4 separate regions of the Mus musculus genome follow, and all the other regions are linked to region 2. The links are chromatin contacts, called in public HiChIP or PLAC-seq and promoter capture Hi-C maps. All regions are on one chromosome and are shown on one strand. The core of a region is the stretch at or near the end of the contact, and the rest is flanking DNA. Distances in the headings are between cores, read along the strand shown. Region 1 holds the start of Larp4b (La ribonucleoprotein domain family, member 4B). Region 2 has its middle 50 kb from the start of Gm40665. Region 3 holds the start of Gtpbp4 (GTP binding protein 4). Region 4 holds the start of Dip2c (disco interacting protein 2 homolog C).

What was found. Promoter capture Hi-C pulls out the DNA fragments that hold promoters and counts their contacts. HiChIP or PLAC-seq counts read pairs in DNA pulled down with a chosen protein or histone mark.
Region 1: a contact with region 2 is called in a promoter capture Hi-C map of hippocampal neurons, with 5 times the contacts expected there. The contact joins the promoter of Larp4b here to the enhancer-like site in region 2. A contact is called at or near these places in 6 of 39 promoter capture datasets (the 3T3-L1 cell line, the C10 cell line, cranial neural crest and 3 more) and 11 of 115 datasets of contacts at active chromatin or transcription factors (DN3 thymocytes, astrocytes, bone marrow-derived macrophages and 6 more).
Region 3: a contact with region 2 is called in a promoter capture Hi-C map of hippocampal neurons, with 8 times the contacts expected there. The contact joins the promoter of Gtpbp4 here to the enhancer-like site in region 2. A contact is called at or near these places in 5 of 39 promoter capture datasets (the 3T3-L1 cell line, the C10 cell line, cranial neural crest and 2 more), 6 of 484 Hi-C or Micro-C datasets (cerebral cortex, cortical neurons, myocytes and 2 more), 11 of 115 datasets of contacts at active chromatin or transcription factors (DN3 thymocytes, cardiomyocytes, embryonic forebrain and 8 more) and 2 of 9 other capture datasets (embryonic stem cells and liver).
Region 4: a contact with region 2 is called in an H3K27ac HiChIP or PLAC-seq map of VIP interneurons, with 8 times the contacts expected there. The contact joins the promoter of Dip2c here to the enhancer-like site in region 2. A contact is called at or near these places in 4 of 39 promoter capture datasets (the C10 cell line, cranial neural crest, frontonasal cranial neural crest and 1 more), 2 of 484 Hi-C or Micro-C datasets (bone marrow-derived macrophages and stem cell-derived neural stem cells) and 5 of 115 datasets of contacts at active chromatin or transcription factors (VIP interneurons, astrocytes, embryonic limb bud and 2 more).

The regions. Positions count from the first base shown.
Region 1 is chr13:9,090,106-9,096,115 of GRCm38.p6, reverse strand. It overlaps Larp4b (La ribonucleoprotein domain family, member 4B), which reads right to left and starts at 2,235. Exons shown (of 18, transcript NM_172585.3): 1 at 1,936-2,235.
Region 2 is chr13:9,843,374-9,848,875 of GRCm38.p6, reverse strand. No RefSeq gene overlaps it. Among named protein-coding and RNA genes, the nearest start is that of Gm40665, 50 kb to the right of the region's middle. Within about 2 kb of position 2,150, at least 27 of the 459 cell types and tissues checked have an H3K27ac peak or open chromatin away from gene starts, as enhancers often do. A contact at or near this core is called in VIP interneurons, hippocampal neurons, neural tube and 1 more, where this site is marked.
Region 3 is chr13:8,993,655-8,999,638 of GRCm38.p6, reverse strand. It overlaps Gtpbp4 (GTP binding protein 4), which reads left to right and starts at 3,627. Exons shown (of 17, transcript NM_027000.4): 1 at 3,627-3,690. The coding sequence starts at 3,643.
Region 4 is chr13:9,272,870-9,278,559 of GRCm38.p6, reverse strand. It overlaps Dip2c (disco interacting protein 2 homolog C), which reads right to left and starts at 2,035. Exons shown (of 37, transcript NM_001081426.2): 1 at 1,494-2,035. The coding sequence starts at 1,578. It also overlaps the pseudogene Gm46391.

The DNA.
Region 1 (6,010 bases), core at 986-3,485, 750 kb after region 2:
CTACTCACATATAGTATAGCTCCCTTCTCCAAACTTATATGCTGTCTCAGAACCTGTCTTCTATGACAGAGACACGTGATCAAGACATGAGTAATAAATTAAAATTGCCACCTATAAGGCAGAATATCAAAATTAGGAATTCAGTAACAATAAAAATAGCAAAAAGCAAACATCTGCATGCTTCATGCTTACATCAGTCTTATGAGACTTTTCAAAATTTTAGTCACCAAGAAAGTAAGTTTTTTGTTTGTTTGTTTTTGGTTTTTTTCAAGATAGGTTTCTCTGTGTAGCCCTGACATTCCATCTGTAGACCAGGCTGGCCTCCCTTCCTTTGCCTCCCTAGTGCTGGAATCAAAGGTGAGCTCAGGATAGCTTCTAATGACTAAGAAGCCATGCCGTTCCATATAAATAAGTCAACTCAAGTCACATTAGTTTTCAAAATATGAGATGAAATATATTTCTAACTAGTTAAAGTTTTAAGGGAAAATGTACTAACTAAAAAATAAACTTTCAGAGAGCATTCTACTTTAGCAATTCCCAACAAATCTCCTTAAACTATTTCTTGTACAATTTGATTACAATACTGGATTTTGGTATATTAAGCACGAAGAAAAAAAGCCTCAATTAAATTAACCCTGACTGTAAATAAGAGAAGCCAACCAAGTTAGGGAAGTATAGAAATTGCACATAATATACTAAAAGACCACCAAAAACAAAAACCATCACCCTTTTCTCCTCTTGTGGTCTTGCAAACACCAACTCAAAACAAACTGCAAGTGCATTTTAAATATTCAACTCAATTTGAAAAGGGAAGCAGCTAAATATCCTAAAAGAAACAAATGCAGTTGCTATTGCCTCTATTTAAAACTCCCTTGTTTGACTGTGTGCTACAAACTAATTCCACTGCAGCCATGGGAAGCCCTCCCGTTTGTTCAGTTATGGAAAACTTCAAAGTTTCAGTTTATGATTAAAACAAAGTATTCCAACGCCAGTGAGAAGGTCGCGAATGGAAGGCAGATTGAGATCATTTTTCTCCGGGTCGTTTTCTCACATTTCGAGTCAGTCCAAATTCAAAGCCACCTTACACCAAAAAACGAGGGGGTTAACAAGATTACATTCACTGAAAGTCACAAGATGCAATGACCTCAACTCAACAAACTTCATGTTCTACTATACACCACTGAGAAGCAGGTGGTTAAGAGGTTCCTGGCCGGTTACCATGAGTCTTCACATTTAATTTTTATTTCTTAACTATCTCAAAGTCGGACCCGCTCAAGTCTATCAAGTGTATGGGGGAAAAGGGAGCAGCATTCCAAACACACACTCGAGCAACAGGATCCTAACTTCCTGGTTCTAAAGGAATGCGATTCCCTAATGAGCCACCTCTCCCCGCAGCAGCGAGCGCGGCTGTCTGGCCGGTCTCCGGCGGGACCGAGGGGGGCGAGGCCCCGGGCGCCGCACTGCGGGTCCCCGGGGCCCGCCCGCCTGCCCTCGGGGCGATGGTGGCCTGCGACCCCAGCCCATTCTCCTCGGGCTGCATAGGCAAACCCCCAAGAGCCTGGGAGACGCGGCCTCCGGGAAGACTCTGCACACGTCTCACTTCGCTCCAGTCCTCCCCGGCCAGGGCCGTGTCAGTCAGGTCTGACCCCGGCCCGCAGGTCCTCCCAGGTCCAGCCTACCCCGGGCTATCGGGGCCACAGTCCAGCCTGCCCTGCCGCTCCCTCCGCGGCACTGCCCCTCTTTCTGTCCTCCCCAGCGCCGGCCCCAGCCCGGCCCTGTGCCGTTCCCCTCCCCGCCCGGGCCCGGCCCTGCCCGCCACTGGCCCCGTCCCTCCGGGAAGATGGCGGCCCGGTGACAGGCTGGTGGAGGCGCGGGTCCGAGCACGGGGCGCGGAGGGAGGCCGCCCCGTCGGTGACCGAGGACCGCCCCGCTCACCTGTCAGCCGCCCGCCCCGCCCGACCGGCCGCCCGCGGGCTCGTCGCCGCAGCCCCGGTGCCCGGCGACCGCGCAAAACACGCGGGGACGGCCGAGGAGGGAGACGGCAAGAAAAGGCGGCACGGCCGGGCCGGGCCGGAGACAGCAAAGAAGAGCGGGCGCGGACTTGGCAGCGACGGCAGCCGATCCTTCCTTTTTCGGGCCCGAAAATGTCTCAACCTCGAGACTCCAGATCCCCAACGCTCCTTCCCGTTCGCATGAGAACACACAGATCCCACTTCCGGGGCCCTGCGGAAGTCCCACCCCCGCGCGGCCCCGCGCCCTACCCCGGCGCCCTCACCCACCCGGCCCGCCGACTGGCGTTTGGCGCCCAGGAGAGCCTAGCGTCATGGAGGCGCTGCGTAGCGATTGGCTAAGAGGGGACGCGAGTCCTCCCTTCTACTTCCCCCGGCCTCTCGGCGCGCACCCATCTCGCGGCATCTGTGATTGGCGCGTGCGCGCACGACGCCAATTTCCCCCCCCACACCCCGCACCGCCCCGCGCCGCCCCACCCCGCCCCGCCCCGCCCTGAGCTGCTGCGCGCGCCGCACACCTCGTCTCTCCCCGCCCATTCTGCAAGCCCCGCCCTGTAGCAGTCGGAGCGCCAGTTGTAGGCAGCTTAGCATCTTATGAGCAAGTGCTGGGGTGTGGGGCGTCCCAGGCTGGTGGCGTCCTGAAAGCGCACCCCTCGCTCCGGACCCGCTGTCCCCAGGACCTGGACCCATGTCCGGCATTTCTCTACAGCTTCCCCGACTTCAGTATGGGACAAGAATGATTTGGATAAGCAAAGAAACCTGCTCTTGTCGCTTCCCAGAGAATTGAAAATACTAAAACCCTTCTTTTATCGATTTTCTTTTAAAAAAAAAAAAGAAAAAACGTATATTACATTTACTTTACTTAAAACTTGCTGCCTACTTATCTGCGTTTATTCGCCGGTTGCTTACTGTCTATAATTCATTATTCGAAGCCATACGAATTTTTCCCGAATGAAAAAGCTCTCTTGGAACAATATCCATGGTTACCATACCATACCATACCATACCATACCATACCATGGTTCTGCTCATTGGTTTCTAGGAACATTTTTCAAATACTGAAGAGTGCATTTTGGAAGAACCATCTTTGACTCTCCTGTATTGGGTCTTTTTTGTGGGAGTTTCTTCTCTTCCTCCCTCTGGGTCTTGATGCTCAAACTCTTGGTGTTTACACTTCAGAGCAAAGGCCTTAACCAAGTGAGCCACCTCACCCAGCCTCTATGTGACACCTTGTTGCAGTTACTAGGCTTAAGACTGTTTCCTAGTTAACTATTTCACAGGCATTCTCACAGTATTTAGTCTCATAGTAACTATTCTCACGGTATTTCTTCTTCAAAGACCAGTTCTCACTATTTTTACACAGGCTGGCTCCCTCGCATTGATTGTTTTGCCTCCCACCTCCCGAGTTGGAAGTACTGCCTGGCACTATGTGCCCTACTCATTGACGTGTCTCTAAAGATAATAAATTGTAAGTAAAGCTTGCCTCTGGTACTGGAAAGAATATACAACATTAGTACTATTAATGCTTTTCCCTTCCCTGGTAGTTCTGCCTGCTGTTAACACCTCGGGGTATTTGGTGTCCGTAAATGCAACTGGTACACCTAATCCAGAGTACCAACAGGTATGTCCTTCAAATATATCTTCTCCATCTTGTCAACAAAGATCTTCATGGCTCCTTGTCTTTCCTACAGGATAACATTAAGTACTATTGCATAAAAAGAAGGACTTTCACAAACTAGTGAAAACGGTCTATTTCCTTTCCTACCCTGTAGATTGAGACACCCTAACTTTCCAATTACATTAGTGTACTAAGAATTCTTAAGACATTGGGTGAGTCAACTCAGTCTATGCTAGAATAAAGCACAGCCTATACAAAGTTTTTACTGAGAACCAAGTCAGCATTTAATAGGTGTTTTTTCCTATAAATCCCCTGGGATGTGGTTCAGTGATAGTGCCTGCCTGACATATGAAAGGCCCTGGCTTCCATTCGTAGCATGGAGAGAGAAGGGGAGAAGGGGAGGAAAGGAGAGGAGAGGGAGATAGAGAGGGAGAGATGAGAACCTACGATCCAGAGCATCTTAGGTCCTAATCACTATGATTCTGTTTCCCTCATACGCCTACCCTCTACTTCTGATCTACTCTTGCTTATCTCCCCCCACGCCCCCCCCCCCCCGCCCCTTTCCTGTGATCCTATCTCCCTTCTAGGTCCTCTCTGTACTTTGTAGTTCTAGTAAAGACTTAGCAATCAGAGCCAGATGCAATGGCTCTCACCTTTTGCTTGAGCAGCTCATGGAGGTGAACCAGATGGATCACTGAACTCCAAGCACTCCTGGGGAGCGTCAGTGTGAAACACTGTTTCAAAAAAATAACTGAAACAAGATATCCATCCAGTCACTACTATCCCCCTTTTTAAACTTTTAAACACTTCATTTTCTTTTCTTGTATGTGTATATGTATCCAAAAATAATAGAGTTAATGAGGGAAAGGGGAACTCTCTTCTTCACACACACACACACACACACACACACACACACACACACATACCCCTTTTAGGTAGAAGGGATTGATTCTCATGTGGGAATTAATTTGTTCCTTTCATCATGTTGGGTCCCAAGGATTCAGCTGAGATCATCAGAGTTAGTAGCATGGGCCTTTGCCAGCAGACTATCTCAGTGTAATTTGCAACTGGCACCACAATGCTACCCCACCCCAGTTAAATGGTAAGTACTAGCCAAGGAACTGATAAGTGCTTTTGCCAGCTGATACACTGTGTTGTTCATATGCCCATGGATCTTCCGCTGGAGCACAGGAAACTTGCCAATGACAACATTCTCAAACAACAACAACAAACAAACAAACAAACAAAACCAGTAGCTCCTCAGTAAGTGGTGGGGCCTGGAGATCACTTCCCATCAATACCAGAATTTTGGCTACCTTAATCTTGTGCAGGGCTTATGCAGATGACCACAGGTACTGTGAGCTCATGAGTGTGCATAGCCATGTCATGTACAAAAAGTAATATTTCACACTACTCTTCCCATTCTCTAGCTCTTACCTTCTTTCTGCCTCCTCTCCTGCAATGTCCCCCTAAATATCCCTTTTAGGACACCTAAGCTCTCTGTCTCTTATCCTTAGTACTTAAGCTATGCATACAACTATCCATTGACTGCAACCCACTTGGGGGGGGGGGAGAGCTTCTCTGACTAAGGTGGAGAGCAGCCCAGGTCTATGAATGTAAACATAAACATTTAGAACTTATTTAGACAGTGTAACCATTTAGCAGAATAATAATGGCAGCTTCTAGCCCACAGCCTATGATCTCCCCAGCTAGATTCACTAGCTTTTGCCACAGGCATGATATTCTCTCCACAGAGATAGGACTCAAATCCAATCAGAAGGCTGTTAGTTCTCTCCTAACAGCCATGCCAGTATTATAGCAGTGGGCTTATCCTGCTCAGTAGGTCAATACTGTAGTATGCAAGGTCCAGTGCTAGGTAAGACTCTTGATGCCTTTCCTCCTCCAGCAGCCTACATAGCACCTTAGCCAAAAAATAAGACATTTTCAAGTTGGATTAGCACTGGTTTCTCTGTGCCATGCAGCCAAAGTGTGTGGCGTCCTCAGCAATAGGGTCTTACCTTGAAACTATGTTAAGTGACCAAGGGCAATGACAGTTACCTATGTTCCTTTGGGGACCTCTGGGGCCTCCCTAACCAATCACTCGTAAGGAAGCATTCCATACCTTGGTAGTAAGGCTCTCCTTTTATAACTCATGTCCACCCATGCAGAGAAGTTCTATTCAAACACTCTTTTGTTAAGGTGTATTTTAAAATTATCTTGCTAACTAGTGAGTTTTCATATGGCTTTCAATTTCTAATCTAGGCATAGCAGTCCACTCAGGAATCCCAGCACTGGAAAGACTGAAGGAGGTGGTCCCAGGTTTGAGGCCAGTCTAGATTTTGCTTTTAGTCAAAGATACCAATGATGCCCTGGACTACAAAGG
Region 2 (5,502 bases), core at 901-3,400:
TGGGGCCTAACTGGGAAGTGGATCAGGGGTGTGTATGTGTCTTTAACAATGGTACCTTGTCCCTCGCTTTTCTCCTTCCTCCTTCCCTTCTTCCCTCTCTTCCTATTCTCTCTTCTTTTCTCTTACTCATCCTCTCCCCTTCCCTTCCCCCCCTACTCTTCTTCCTCCTTTCTACCTCCCATAAGATAAGGAGTCCATGCCACCACGTTCTGTAGCTACCATGACATTCTGCTAAAGCAATCAGACTGAACCCTGTGAAATGGCAGGCCAGGTCAAATCTTCTGTCACTTAGGTGGTTCCCTCGTGTGTCTGGACAGAGCGTTAACTCCACAAGTAGTTATCTGAACCCCATCTCATTCAGAGAATAACGTGGAACATGGCCTCCAGGCACACTTGAGCTCCCAGCAACTTGTATCTGTAAGTTGGCTATGACCTTGTAGGCAACAACAGTTAAATTAATCGATTCACTGAGCTATACTTGAATGGTATGGTTTCTTTGGTCTTTTGTTGGTTGCCTATGTGGGTAAGTAGATATTTGTTCATCTCTCCAGGAAAAGTTAACAATGGTTGATCCAGAAAAAAACAAATCAAGATATCAGAGGCCACACACACCCAATGTCTTCACTGACTACATAAACACTAGCTGCCAAAGCCACGGGCCCCAAGCATGTGTGCTGGGGCAGAGGACTGGTACTCCAGAGCTGAAGTGCTTGTTCACTGACTGTTGAAGCCGGTGTCTCTGATGGACAGGTAAGCTTCCCTCTACAGTACAATGCAGAGAGAAAAGTTATCCATTTGCTCCATCTGTAGCCAGCAGAAGGAGAAGATAACATGGGACAACACACACACATCAGGATGTTTTGGTCCAAAGGGGCACATCCACTCACACCCAGCATCTAGGATGCAGGCAGCTGCCACATCTGGAAATGTGCCTGCGAAGGAGAGGAAGCTGACTGCTCTGAGCGGATTTCTGTCTGTCAAGGTATGTGTCTCTATTGGAGGAGAGATGACTCTCATGACAGTGCCACCTGCTTCCTCTGTCTGGGTTATTTTAATTTGGTGGTGGTGTATGTGTGTGTGTGTGTGTGTGTGTGTGTGGTGTACTGTATATGTGCACACTGCTAAAGACCACACCTAGGCCTTGAACATGTTAGGCAAGCTCTCTACCACTGAGCAGTATTCCAAACCTACTGCATTCCAAGGTGGTATTAGCACGGTCATCTCTGTGTGACAGCTACAGTTGCACTGGAATTCACATAGCAGAGGAACATGGAATCTGGGAAGAGATTGGGTGAAGAACACGAAGCAAGAGAAGGGATTGGCTTTCTTGGTCTTTTGATTGAGCAGAAACAATTCACTAACTATTATGTGGGTCACCACATTTTGTTTTCCATTCACGAAATTTGCCCACTTCATTTAAATTTGAATATATATTCACACAACTTAATAGAGAGCCACAGACTCTATAAATAACGGGAATTTACATTTATACTGGGACCATTCTCCAGCCAAGCCAGAGAATGGGGACTGGAGAAAAGTTGGACGGAATTTAAATTCACATGTGGTGAGCTGATATCCATGACCTCCATCATCAGGATTCTCAAAGACTGAGAGCTTTCTGAATCCTTTCTCTACTCTCAACAGCCAGTGCTCCAGTCCAAGCCAATAGATTATTCTCACAGACATACAAATTCTAAGATTCAGCTTCTATATTAATCTTACATCCTGTACATGGACTTCATCAATACGGCAACCCCCACTCCCAAAACAGTGAGCCCAATAATTATGATTTAATCTAACAATATATTAGTTTGGACCGCGGAACCATGGAGCATGCATGCAGTTCTCCCGCATGACCACCAGAGGACACTGTGTGACCACTCACTGCAGTGGCATGGCCTCGCTTCAACAGGACCGGATTAAAGCATGATCTGTCTGTGGTCAGTATGGAGACTGTAACTGCAAAATAGCTTTATTTAGAGTCTCGGGATTTGAAATGTTGATTTGAGTAAAGGCAGAGTATATCCAGAAAAAAGAACAAAGAATTTGGTTAAAGAAATCGAAAGCTCCAACAGTTGGTGTGGGTGAATAACACCAAGCGTCAGAACTGATTGGTCAGTTTGCAGTTACAAGCGCAGCTCTGGCTGCAGCTGTGCACAGTGCTAGCTCAGGTACAATACTTTAGCTGGCCCTGAGCTCCGCTTTAGACACCATCTTAAATGGAATTTCCAGGGTTCCAAAAAGAAGTACGTATTTACTAATGCTATTCCATTATATTTGGAAATTTTTCAAAATTGCCACAGAAAAAAATAAGAAGTGCAAAGACATTCACACACCAAAAGACCTCTGGGGAGCAGCAATGGAGAAGGAAGAGAAGAAGACAGGGAGCCATAGACTTGGTCCTGGTTAGTTTTTCTCAACCTAGCAGGAACTGCAGTCATTTGGGAAGAAGGAATCTCAACTGAGAGAGTGCGTTCATCAGATTATGTTTTTTATTATTTTTTATTAGATATTTTCTTCATATACATTTCAAATGCTACTCCTTTTTCTAGTTTCTTTTCCAAAAATCTCCTATACCTTCCCTCCTCCTCCTGCTCCCCAACCTCACCCACTTCCATTCCTGGCCCTGGCATTCCCCTGTACTGGGGCATATAATCTTCACAAGACCAAGGGGCCTCTCCTCCCATTGGTGGCCAACTAGGCCATCCTCTGCTACATATGCAGCTAGAGACACGAACTCTGGGGGTACTGGTTAGTTCATATTGTTGTTCCACCTATAGGGTTGCAGACCCCTTTAGCTCCTTGGGTGCTTTCTCTAGCTCCTCCATTGGGGGCCCTGTGTTCCATCCAATAGATGACTGTGAGCATCCACTTCTGTGTTTGCCAGGCACTGGCATAGCCTCACAATAGACAGCTATATCAGGGTCCTTTCAGCAAAATCTTTCTGACATATGCAATAGTGTCTGGGTTTGGTGGTTGTTTATGGGATGGATCTCCAGGTCACAATAGAAAAGCAACTAATTTACAGCCTCTTTCTGTATCCACTGGGCAAACAGCAGCATGTTTAAGCACAAGTGTGGGACTGTACAGAACATTGTTGAACCTAGGCTGTGCAGAGTACAAAGCCTTGGGGGAGGGGGAGAGAATGTGTGTGTGTGTGTGTGTGTGTGTGTGTGTGTGTGTGTGTGTGCATGCACTGAAGGAGGGAAAGGGGTGTTTGTAGCAGCCTGAGGTCTGAGGAAAGCTGGTTCTGAGTCCAGTATTTTTTTCAACACAACAAGATCACCATTTCCAACTGTAGACAACTCTAATTCTTTTAACTTGTGGGCATCTTACCCACTGGACCATCCCTCCTTTAGCACAGGAGAGCAACCCCCCCCCCCCCTGCTCACAGTACCCTGTAATCACAGTACCCTGTCATCTCTGCTCACAGTACCTTGTAATCACAGTACCCTGTCATCTCTGCTCACAGTACCTTGTCAGTCATCTCTACTCCCACTGAGGTCCCTTGGGTTCCATATTTTCCTCATTCCCCTCCAAATCTAGCTGGATTGTAGAGGTAAGTTTATGATTATGAATAAAAACTAAATAAGAAAAATAAAAAAACAAGATAAAATAAGCCTTGGCCTCTGCCATGCTGGTTTCGGTCAAAATTTTATCACAGCAACAGAGAAGCAAACTAGGTAGACTTTACAAGACAAAAGAAACAGATCCTAACTAAAGGCTGAGGAGATGGCTCGACTGTACAGGACCAGCCTCGTAAGCATTAGGCCATGAGCTCACTCTCCAGGGTCCATGTAAAAAGCAAGGCAAACCGGGTGTGGGGGCGCACGCCTTTAATCCCAGCACTTGAGAGGCAGAGGCAAGTGGATTTCTGAGTTTGAGACCAGCCTGGTCTACAAAGTGAGTTCCAGGACAGCCAGGGCTACACAGAGAAACCCTGTCGAGAAAAAAAAAAAAACACACACACACAAAAGGTAAGGCAAGGTGGTCTGGATGAGGCAGAGGCAGGAGCATCTCTAGAAGGCCTGGCCTAGGAGACAAAGTTGCAGACCAATGATACACTGTCTCAATCAAAAAGACAGAAGGCATCTGAACACTGATAGCCAAGGCTGCCTGTCCTCTCAACTCCACCCACCTCCCCACCACCATACACACACAAAATGCACACACATTTGCACAAAAAATAATTGAGAAATGGATAAAACCTGCATTTAAGGAGCAAGATTAAATCTAAAGAGCTAGAACTTGTTGAGGTCCAACAGTCACCCATAATCCACCTGAACACCAATCTCAGTCAGACAGGAATAGTTTATAGAACACACAACCTAAGAGTGACTGATCAGTCGGGGACATAGCTCAGAATTCAGGGGATGAGGCTATGACCCCGAACATTTCTCAAGACTGGCTGTCTTAGTTAGGGTTTTACTGCTGTGAACAGACACCATGACCAAGGCAACTCTTATAAGGACAACAGTTAATTGGGGCTGGCTTACAGGTTCAGAGGTTCAGTTCCTTATTATCAAGACAGGAAGGCATGGTGCAGAAGGAGCTGAGAGTTCTCCATCTTCATCTGAAGGCTGCTAGCAGAATACTGACTCCCAGGTAGCTAGGACAAGGTTATTGAAGCCCACACCCACAGTGACACACCTACTCCAACAAGGCCACACCTCCCAACAGTGCCATTCCCTGGGCCAAGCATATACAAACCATCACACTGACTTGTAAGGTGAAAAAACCCACAATGATGTCATATGCAGGAACAGCAGGCGCTGCAGGGAGCTCAGCTCTGACCCAAGCTACTTTGGCTAGCAAGACTGCACAGTTCTAACTGACCTTGATTCTGATTGGTCCTAAGTAGAGCTTACCTTTGTCCAATTTCTTAAGATTAACAAACCTCAGAATATACAGAAAATAAGCAGGGTATATGGTCAGCATGACCCTGATCTGAGTTATTTTTCTGTGGCAGTGGCTGGCAGGCACATTACAGCAACAGTATGAAATAGCTGGCAGGCATGGGACAAAATGGCTACAGTCATGGTGGGTTGGGTCTCAACAGAGCTAAAACTTAGCAAAAGGAAAAGGGAAATCTTCAGGATTTGAGATTGGTTGCTAGTTTCTTAAATGTCCGAGCAAGAAAGTGAGTAAAGGATATAAAGTTGGCCTTTGTGTTAATTACATTTCTCACTGCTGTGACCTGACAAGAAGCAATTTCAGAGGGGAGAGGATCGTGTTGGCCTTTAATTCCAGCATATGGTCCATCACGGAGGCGAGGCATGGCATCAGGATGTCCACAGTCAGGAAGCAGAGACATGGCACACGGATGCTCTACCCTCTTGCTTGTTTTATTTAGTGAGTAAGGAACCACACCCCATCCATAATACCTGCCATAGCCATGTGAGCCTCCTCTCTTCCGTTAAATGCTTCAGGAAACACCCTCAGTGACACACTTCGTGGGGTTCTATAGCACTATCCTCTGAGGCAAACTGCCGCCATCTCCCT
Region 3 (5,984 bases), core at 2,378-4,877, 850 kb after region 2:
GAGCTGTGCGATTCTGGATATGAAGTATGTCAGATCAGATCAGAAGGTTGCTGGTTGTTGAGGACTTTTTTCTTTTCTTCCTCTTTTCTTCTTCCTTCCTTCCTTCCTCCCCCCCCCCCCCCAAAGAAAGGGTTCGTCTGTGTAGCCTTGGTTGTCCTGAAACTTGATCTGTAGACCAGGCTGGCCTTGAACTCAGAGACCCACCTGCCTCTTGAGTGCTGGGATTAAAGGTGAAACCATGGCTGGCTATTTCTGGGATTTTAAAAAAATATTAAACTGTAAATAACTAAGTTAATATAAATACTAAGGTCATATAAATGTAAGATATTTTTCAATTACTTCCCTTAGATTAAGTGCTGAAGAAAGAATGGCTTCCCATCAGAAGCAAATAATGTATTATCTAAACGATGGTAAAAGAAAAAGGACTGGGGGGTGGAGCTCAGTGGAGGAGTGCTTGCCTAGTTCAATCTCCAGCACTTTACAAGAAAAACAAATTAGTTTAGCCAAGTGTGGTGGTGTCTCATATCTATATACCCAACAACACCCAGGAGGCTGAGGCAGGAGAATCACCACAAATTTCAGGAATTTTATTATATAGTGAGTTCCAGACCATCTTAGGCTACAAGCTGAGCTCCAGATAAGCTTGGGTTAAACAATGAGTCTCAAACCAGTCTGGGCTACAGAGCAAGACTTCATCTCAAAACAAAAGAAAACCAAAATCCCAAAACAACTTTTTTAAAAAAAAGGGTCCAACAACAAAAAAGAAGTTGGTTCTATAATAGTTTGGGGAAAGCCAGGAGTTTGAGAAAATACAGGACCTGAATAAAGGAACAATGGGGAAATAGCTTTGCTCATTTCAGATTTGTTGGACAGAGCCTTCCTGGGTAGTATGTGATTACAGCCAGTAAATTCTAGTAATCTTGGAGGTTTCATTTAGAATAATCAAAGCATGCTTATTTAACTTGCTGACACAATAATGAGCAGTAATGCTAAGATAACAAATGGCAATGTGCTTCAAATTGATTTTTAATACTGGAACGATGGGAACATGATAGACATTTTCATGAAGAAGAGCAGGACTTGTTAAAAGATCTGAAAAGTGAGAGAGCACACACAATGACTTAGAAGCAGTATGTCAAAGCAGGTTTTGTAGGAGCCAAGCCACATGTTCAAGGCTTTTTATATAATTCTTATATATCTTATATAATTTTATATAATTTCTACATATAACAAAATTGTATAGTTTTGTTTCCTCACCAAATATTATAAGGTTTTTGTAGGAGCTAAGTGAGTTAATTTGGGGTCAACTGCTTTGAACACTGCTTGAGCTATAGTCAGCCCTATTTAAGGTTTAACACCATATGGGATTCTTGAGTTACCTGAGAGTGAAAATTTTATCAATTGTCCAAGTGCTTCATCCTTATCCACTTCCTCCTATTTGAGCTGGGCTCCAAGGACTGAGTCTCCTTGGTGAATACCTGGATTCTGCTAACCCACTGTGTGGGACCACATACAGCTCTTTTGCCTTATTCCATAATTTTCCTTCTCTGCTCCTGTTCCTGGGATTCATCATCAGTAGGGCCACTCTTCTTATGACCTCACCTCTGCCCCTGAGGCCTCATCTACTAACTTTGTTTCAAGGTCTTTAGTCTTGGTCAACCTTGCTCTTGACTCTGTTCAGTTTTGTTCAGTACCCTAGTGGGGAGTCAGAATGTGAGGCTGTCCTTTCCTTTCCTTTTTTTTTTTTTTTTTTTTTTTTTTTGGTTTTTTGAGACAGGGTTTCTCTGTGTAGCCCTGGCTGTCCTGGAACTCACTTTGTAGACCAGGCTGGTCTCGAACTCAGAAATTCACCTGCCTCTGCCTCCCGAGTGCTGGGATTAAAGTCGTGCGCCACCACGCCTGGCCTTTTTTTTTTTTTTAAGATTTATTTATTTTATGTATGTGAGTACACTGTATATGTACAGATGGTTGTGAGCCTTCATGTGGTTGTTGGGAATTGAATTTTTAGGACCTATGCTTGCTCCAGTCCACCCTGCTTGCTCCGATCAATTCAGTTCACTCAGTTTTTTTTTTTTTTTTTTTTCCTTTTTGCTTTTTCTGAGACAGGGTTTCTCTGTGTAGCCCTGGCTGTTCTGGAACTCACTCTGTAGACCAGGCTGGCCTCAAACTCAGAAATCCAGCTGTGTCTGCCTCCCAAGTGCTTGAATTAAAGGCATGCGCCACCACTGCCGAGCCTCACTCAGTTCTTGCTTACTCCAGCCCAAAGATTTATTTATTATTATACATAAGTACACTGTAGCTGACTTCAAACGCACCAGAAGAGGGTGTCAGATCTCATTATGGGTGGTTGTGAGCCTCTATGTGGTTGCTGAGATTTGAACTCAGGAACTTCAGAAGAGCAGTTAGTGCTCTTACCCGCTGAGCCATCTCACCAGCCCGAGACTGTCCTTTCCAACAGCACAGAGAGATGCATTTAGTCAGAAAAGCAGAAAGTAAATGCTCTTGGGAAATACCCAATTTAACATATCTGGAGTCTGATTGAAAATGTCTGATTGTAATTAAAAAAGACACCAGGCTGAAAGCAACTTGTATTATCAAAGTAGTCCACACTGGGGCTGTGAAGGAGAAAGGAGAAAGGAGACTTTGAGGAGAGGAAGAACCTTGAGGATTATCTAGTTAGGGAGAGACTCAGGAAGGTAAATTAGCAAAGAAGACTGCATTCTAGACATCAAGTACCAGAATGATGGATGTCACAGAAAAATAGGGAGAAAGGTTTGAAGAAGATGGCAACACCTGAGAAAGGGTCTTTTAGTTAAAAGATAATCATGAGGCAAGAGTAGATGGATTAAGGTAAAGAAATGGGTGGCTTAATTAAACTGACAGGGAAAACGCAAGTGGGAAGGTTGGCTTCAATCCATGTAGGTCTGTACGGATCAGACTTTGTGTCTATGTCTGGTGCCTGGGTTCTGGGCAGCTGTGTGGGGGGCAGAGTTTTTTCACTGGCCCATGTCAGGTGAAGGTCAGGTGAAGGTGGAGCACCCACAAACCACCTCGAGACTGCAAGGTCAGGAGAGGAAACTCGGGCCACCTGGAAGTATGCAGTCTACTCCATTAACAGAAGCCCCGTCAACATAATTTACTCGAATAAATAACTTTCCACACTGCCAGGCGACAGACAGCCTTTCTTGCTCAAGGGACACCAAAGTGATGCAGAAGCCCCGCGCTGCGTCTTCCCGCTCGTCACTCGCTCTGGCCGCGGCGTCCCCAGAGGTGGCTGGAAACACCCTTTGGAGCCCCGAAGCCGGCTTGGGTGAGGGCAGTGTTTCCTGAGAGCCCCGCCAAGGTGGCCAGCCGGGAGTCTCCCTTTCACCCCGCAAGGTTATCTCTCCCACCTCTAAACCCAGCAGATCTCTACCGCGGCTCTTGGCGGCGGACTTCCCGGCCGAGCGGGGACGCTGTGGGACTAGAAGCCTGTCTAGGCGGACGCGTGGGCCACGCCTCGCGGACATTCAGGAAATGATGTAACGCTTGAGTCCGGCAGCCAAAGTTGTGTCACGCCGGATAGCGGAAGTCCCGCCCACCTCCGCCGGCGGAAGTCCGGTCCTCCGCTTCTCCTGGTTCCTCGTGCGTTCCACCGCCGGCATGGCGCATTACAACTTCAAGAAGATTACGGTGGTGCCGTCTGCCAAGGTAGGGGTGACAGAGGTCGTTTCCGCCTATCTCCATTTCCCCGACAAGTCGCCAGGGAGGGTCCAGGCCTGTATCCCCGAGACTGGGGGAGGGAGGACACCGTGCAGTCCCTCGGCCCTCAGTGCGGAGCTCCGCTTGCTAGGCTTTGTCCTCGCGACCCTCGGAGATCAGTCCCACTCTCTGAAACCAAGCCCCTCTCCTGCTGTCCTTGGGTACCCTAAGCCCTAGAATCCCTCCAAGACATCAGGGCCGTTCCAGAGCCTATGATTCTTGTGTGGCCTGCCGACGGGACAAAGTGTCTGGGTGGTGGCCACAGTAAGGAGCAGGGTAGGAAGCCTGAAGGGGCCAGTGGTGAGCGTCGTGTGAGTACCCTCCCCTTTAAGTAGAATTTGATTCGTGACGTCACGGTCTAAAAAGATTTTAGGTAGCTGTCATTTTGTCGTTGGACTTAAAAGATGCAATTGGTTATAAGCACGCAAGTAGCCAGGCCCACATTATGTAACGTAGCAAGATGCTTTCCTCCCAAATGTCGAGAATGAGGTAGGCTAAAGAACCTAAAAGGATACACCGGTTTCTCTGGCAAGCCATGGGCATTAAATTGCAGAATCAGTTAGAGGAACCAGTGTCACTATCGTTAAATTGACCGCAGTGTGGGTGTTTTCGACATCCCCCTTTCTGAATGAGCTTGCTTTGAAAACTTGTGTAAAGAACTAGTATTTTCTGGTGGGCGTGGTAGTGCACGCCTTTAGTCTCAGCACTAGGGAGGCAAAGGTAGGCGGATCTCTGAAAGACCCTGTCTTGAAAAGACAAAAACCATGTTTCCACTAGTTGTTTTCCTTACACGTCTCTGTATTTCTCCTTTCTTCCTCTTTCTGATATCCATTCTGATACGTTTTTCACACGTTTGTAATAATTGGAAAGAAACTACATGTAGGAATCACATTTTGTTTTAGCCCACGAGACTGTCGCCACTACTTCTCAAGTGCATGTTGAAGGAACTCGTACACTTTTTATTTCACTGGAAATAGAGTTCATTGGGTCAAAGGAACTTTGTTGATATAATTGACCTAGGAAAGGCAGCCTTTGTCTCTGTTGCCCTGAAGGAGGTCTGTTTGCAGATGAGTTTGCATGTGTGTAGATAGGTGGTGGGAAATAAAAAGTCAATCTGAAGAGTATGGGGTGCTTTTGTAAAGTGTGTGCCAAGTTCTGTGTATAGAAACACATAGAATAGTCTGCGTCTTTAAGAATCATATTCTGGGGGCTGGCGAGATGGCTCAGTGGTTTAGGAGCGCCGACTGCTCTTCCGAAGGTCTCGAGTTCAAATCCCAGCAACCACGTTACGTCTGTAATGAAATCTGATGCCCTTTTCTGGAGTATCTGAGGACAGCTACAATGTACTTATATATAATAAATAAATAAGTAAATAAATCTTAAAAAAAAAGGATTTTCTGAAGGAATAACTGAATGTGTTTATACCCACCGCAGTATGATGGAGAAGTGTGAGCTCCAATTGGCCCTCTGTATGAGTTCAAATCCAGAGTCAACCAACACAGATTAAAAACACTATTTGAAAATTGCATCTATATTTAATGTACATAGACTTTATTTTCTCTTTTTTGTTTGTTTGCTTTCTTTTTGTCTGCCTTGGCTGGCCTGGAACTTATACATTTCTGCCTCTAGGATTAGGATTAAAGGCGTGAGCCACCATGCACATAGACTTTTTAAAGGAGCATTCCCTACATATAGTTACAGCTATTTACCGTATATGACAAATATATGTGGATTCTTCTACACACAAGTACTGTGCCATTTTATAAAGTGAACTCAAATATCTCTCTGTTTTGGTGGGCGAGGGCTTGGGTGGGAGGAACCCTGACTATAAACTCCTGTAAATATCAGAGATTTGGGATAACATAAGAATGTAGTGAGAACTGGGCAGTCGGTGTTAGTGCATGCCTTTAATCCCACTACTGAGGAGGCAAAGGCAGGAGATCTCTGTGAGTTTGAGGCTAGCCTGGTGTACAGAGCAAATTCCAGGACAATCAAAGCTACACACAGAGAAACCCTGATTAGAAAAATAAAAACAAAGAATATACTAATAAATGGGTGAGTTTGGAGAAACTTTTCAGTAGGCAACTTTTAAAAGATATGAGGACCATGGAAAGGAACAGAGTAGAAGAGCAGCAGGCCTGAGTATCCATGCTCTCCGTAATCTGGCAGACTGTATTGTGATTACCTGCTTGCCTTTGGTTTTGTTTCGTTGGATCTTAGTGTCTTCTTCACTGTTTTGTCTT
Region 4 (5,690 bases), core at 786-3,285, 570 kb after region 2:
CCACACTGCATACCTCATCTTCCAGTTTAAATCTAAAGAATTCAGCCCTGCCCTTTCTGCCTGTGGAAGGGTGATGCTCTCTCTTATCTCTAGATGGTCAGAACTGAGGCAGGAAGCACAGTCTGGGACACATTATCTTTTCCTCCATTGGAGCTTCCCAGGGACTGCTTCCAAAACACCTTGGAGAACCCCAAATTCGGGATAAAGAAAATGTCTAATCTATGAGAATCTGATAACAGAAGCAACACTTACAGCCACCTGGTTTACTCTCCACCCTGCAAGTGTTAAAAGGGAAAACGTAAAGTCAACGTCAGCTCCTCCCCATGATGAAAACTGGCACGAATGAATTTACGTTCTGGCTGCTGGCCCTCACAAATCGTTACCAAAAAAAAAAAAAGTTTACCATGCTAAACTGCTCCAAATATTAACTCAAGAGAGACGACAGGCCATTTCCACACCACTAAGCTGTAGTCTTCTCAATGAGTGGGATGACCGCTAAATATTTATTACTAGACACATTTTGGAACTTTAGTGGAGGAAAAAGGAAAAAAGAACCTACAAAACCCAAGCTGAAACTTATGACAGTTGAGCACATGATGTCCACCATGAAGAGCAAAGACGAAAGCGTATATAACACTCCGTGAAATCACAGCAGAGCAGCCGCAAAGTCTCAATGTCTCTATCCGGCACGATGGGAAGGAGGCATCCAACCTGGCCTGAGGGGGGAGGTTTTAGGGCTCTAACTCAACCAGCTCGTCACAAACACGCCGGAACAATAGTACTACTATCTTCCTCCCGCTGACAGGACCGTGTGCCTGCAGCCTCAGGGGGATCCAATCCCGAAGTCCACTGACAAGTTTCGCATTAAAATCAGGCCATTCAGAGGCCGTCCCCAAGCAGGGAGCGTGGAAGCATGTGCTGTGCTGGTGCTGGTGGTGCTGCTGGTGCATGTGGTGGTGGTGATGATGGTGGTGGTGGTGGTGGTGGTGGTGGTGGTGGTACTGCAGCTGCATCAAGGACGCAGCGCCTCTCCATTAGGGAAGAGCGCACATCCCCACCAAGGCCATTTCCCCCGCAGCCCTAAAGGTTGCTCCATCTTGCTTCGTAGCCGGGAGCCCCGGGCCCAGCCGCAGCGCGCAGGGGGCATCGCGGCTGCACCGTGCCAGTTGAGCCTGGAGGGCGGGGGCCGCGGCACGCACACGCGCGCGCGTGCACACACACACATACACACGCACACACACTACACACACACACACACACACACACACACACAAGCACGCGCGCACACAAGCACATGCACACACATGCACCCTCCCCGGGGCCACCACACGGGGCCCGGGCCAGGGTCAGGGCCGGGGCCCCGCCACCCCGAGGCCCGGCGCGCGCCCTCCCCGGAGTGACAGCACGGCCCGGCCCGCGGGGCCCCGAGCGCGCTCCAGAGAAGCGGTGTCCCGGCCCGGCCCGGGCGCGGGGCTAAGGGGGGTTGCTGTTACCTTCCGACAGCTCCAGCTCCAGCTCGGCCAGCCGGGCCCTCACCTCCAACGGGAGAGCCATGCCTTCCAGGCTGCGGTCCGCCATGCTCGCCGCAGACGCCTCCGCCCTGCCGGCCTCCTCTTTGTTCGCCGACGGAGGGCTCCTCAGCGGCCGCCACTCGAACCCGGAGGAGCCGCACTGAGGAGGCGGCGGCGGGCGGGCGGGAGCGGGAGGCCGGGCGGCGGCGGGCAGGCGCGCGGGGATTTTCTCCTTAGCCTCCTCAGCCTCGTCAGTCTCCTCAGCGCCTCCTCAGTCTCCTCAGCGCCTCGTCAGCCTCCTCAGCGTCTCCTCAGCGCCTCCTCAGTGCCTCGTCAGTCTCCTCAGCCTCCTCAGCGCGGCCCCGACCCTGGCGGTGGCCTCGCGCCCGGCTCTCTGCGCGCCTCCCCCAGCCGCGGGCTCCGGCCCCGCTCGGCCGGCACCGGATCACGGGCCCGCCCGCGGTCACGGCCACAGGGCTCTCGAGCTGCTCCGCGGCCGCCCTGCCCCGGCGGGAGCGAGCGCCGCTGCGCGCGCACCGGGCAACAAGAAGGCGCGCGCGGAGGGTGGGAGCGCGCGGACGTGCCACGGCGGCGCGCGCTCAGGGGGGCGGGGCCTCCAGCGAGTACTTCGAGAGCGCGCTCGTGGGACAGTGGTGCATTTGGCCTTAGGAGGGGGTCTTCCCAACCCTGAGGCTTAGTTAGGCTCCTCAAGACTCAAGGAGAAAAATAAAGAAGGCATTCGGAAGCACACCCTAGCCTGCTTGTTAAAACTTCAAATGTTCTGGATCATCGAGGGCTGATTTTTTTAAAATACTTTTAAGAGGAAAAAATAATTAAAAAAAAAAAACAAAACAGCATGAGACATAGATTGAGTCCTAGGTTTGAAGTTTAAAAGCATGGATCTAGAACAGACTACTATATGACCTTGAAACACACAATGTTTTGTCTAGACTTCATTTTTCCCATCCGTGGAAATAAATCAAGGTAGGTTGGGTCTGTCACACACTGTCCAGCCTAAGGAGTCTTCAGCAAGTGTCTTCTCCCTCACATCCTACAATATCATCCCCTGCTTTTCTTCTACCTCTTGTGAATTTTTTTCCCTTTGGTCATCGCCTGTGATGGTATCAATGTCTATTCTGAATGGCTGATACGGAGTCTGACTATTTGGGGGCATTCTCGCATGGCCAGCTGTCTCCAGAGTAATCTCACCTAGCTGCCCCTGAAGCCCCAAACACCACAAAACCAAAGTAAAAACAGCATCTCCTAACATTAAACATCCACCTGCTTCTTAAAGCATTTTATTAACTCTTTGAGAATCTCCTACAATGTATCCCTTAGCTCCTCCCAGAGTCATCCCCACCTCTCTACTATCCCAATTTTATGTCTATTATTATTATTATTATTATTATTCAATAACCTATGGACTCCAATTTGTTCTGCTCAAATATTTCAGGATGGCTGATCTCACAGGAGGCACATCCTTATGGAAAAAAATAATAAAAAACTGACTCTCCCTCCCCGAGAAGCCATCAACTGGCCATAGGGATAGGAGCTCATTAGCCCTTTGCTATGGCATGCTAGAATGTTAACTGCCTTCATCCTGTGCTGGCAACCATAGCTTCTGTGAGTTTGTGAGTCCAGAGGTATTGTCGTGTCCAGAAGACAGTTTTGTTCCCAGTTTTCCTCAACCTCTGACTATTACAATCTTTCTACTCCGTCTTCTGTGATGGTCTCTGAGCTTCGGGTGTGGGGTTATGATACAGACGCCCTATTTGTGACTGAGCACTCTACTGACATCTATTCTCTCCACTTTGATCAGTTGTGAGTTTCTGTGTCAACCACTACACAAAGAAATTCCTCTGATGAGGTCGGAAGTCTGCACTAGTCTGTGGGTAGAGAAATACAAATTTAGAGGGCAGTTTGATGCCTCGTCCCTTTAGCGGAGTAGTAATAGTAGGTTAGGTTCACTCCTACCTATGATCTCCCCAGCCAGATTTGCAGTACCAGGCATATGTTTCCTCCTGTGAGGCAGGTCTGAAATCCAATCAGACAGCAGTTGTGAAAGCATATGACCTTGATCTTCACACATAGTATTAATATCATTCAGGTTATTATTGCAGGGTTCATAGATGGTTAAAACTGTTAAACACACACATCCACAGCCTGCATAGCACCTTCCAGTACCAAGCAAGACAGCCAACAAAGAAGAAACTTACTGATTAGCATTGATGGATTCTGCCATGTCCTATGAATAATGTGTACGGTGCCTTCGGCCTTAGGGTCTTACCCATCACCCACCTGCTTTTATCAGCTACTAGTGTTTTCCTAATTATCTAGGCTAAAGTCACCCTGGCTTCTCTACCTTCCTTTATCTTCACACAACTTTTGCTTCTCAGTCCCCTCAAATGTATCCCACAAAAACACTGATGGTCTGCTTCCTTCCCATGCCTGCAAACACTGTTTCTAGTCCCCATGCTTCTTCCTGCCTGGAATATTCTAAAGACCATTGAGATGGTGTACCCAGCAATGGGACCCTGAAATTGTAGACACTTCTTTCAACAGTGCTTCAGCACATCTTCTTATGGAACGCAAGTGAACTTCTTAGCTTTAAACTAGGGGACCCTCACTAACTGCTCCAACCTTCAGCCTAGTCTTACCTGCCCACCCCCCATAGGTTCTTGAAGAAAGGATGACTAATATTCAGCATCCTTGCTAATTGTACATCAGTCTTCTGAGGCAGGACCTCATGTGTTCAAGGCTGGCCTCCAACTTACTATGTAACCAAAGATGGTATGTACCATGCTGCCTGGTTTATGCAATGCTGGCAACCAATCCCAGGGCTAAACCAACATTCTAAAACCTGAGTACACCCCAGCCCCCAAATGGAACATCCATCTTCTTAATTGTTTTCATCTTGTTTATGTTTATTTTTATGTATAGAAGTCAGCATGTTAGATCTTCAGGATTTGAAGTCACAGACAGTTGTGATCTGCCATGTGAGTACTTGGAATGGAATCCGGGTCTTCCAGAGGTGGAAGAGCAGTTAGTACTCTTACTTGCTGAGCCATCTCATCTTGATTATGAATTCTCTTGTTGGCTCAGAATTTTCCCCGTCAGCTCTCTTCTCCCTTACTATGTTCCTATCACTCTGATTTCATCCAATTTGACCTTCAGTTAGTCTTAATCTTTAGCCTGTGGGTAGACTCCTTGAAGACCAGGAACAAACCTCTGGAAATCTCATTCATTTGACAAGTGTTGCTCTCTTATGAAGATCTGCTTCTCGGTAGAGAACTGTGGGAGAGAAATAAGCCACTAGCAATGATAAACTTGAAAACTGTGAGCTCCAGACTGCCGGTTCTTTTGGTTCTATACCGGGTCCTATACTGTGAGGTATGTCCATTGGTTTGGTGTTTACTTAAGAACATATTAAAATACAGTAGATACTGCTGGCACAATGTTTGGCCCCATTCTTTTCATTATGATCAATCTAGCCACTAATTAAGAAATCTCTAAAGATCTCATTCCACTTTCCATGTTATAGATGAAAAACCTTAAGGAAGTAAAATATAATAAAACCAGGACTGAAACCCTAGTCTCCATTACTGTCCCATAATGCTTTGTCTGGACTTGGTTTTTTTTTTTTTAACCTTACTTTTTATCTTTTGCATATATATTGTTTCCAATTTTGTGTTGTTATGGGTTTTCTATGTGTGTCTGTAAATCTGTATGTGTTTCTCATGCTTTTCCTTTCTTTTCCCCATTTGTTTGTTTGCCTGGTTATTTTGTAAAGAAAGAGAAAGAAGGTGTGGAGTTGAATGGCTGGGGAGGTGGGGAGGATCTGGGAAGAAATGAGGGAGGGGAAACCATGATAAGAATATACTGTATGAAAAAATCTATTTTCCTTGTCTTTGGTCATTCTGTGCCGTCATGTCTGTCCTGAGGCCACTGCTGCTGAGGAGCCTGACCGGCTCTGCCCGTCGGCTCATGATGCCAGCAGCTCAGGTCCACTCAAAGCCACCACAGGAGCAGCTCAAAGTCCTGGATATCAACATTGGTCTCACTTACTGCTTCATGTGTTGTCTTCTGCCTACTGGCTGGATCCGTTATACCTGGAGAGCTACAAGAAGCAGGAGTGAAGAGAGCTGTCTTCCCTCATCCTTTGACTAGACCCCTCTTGCC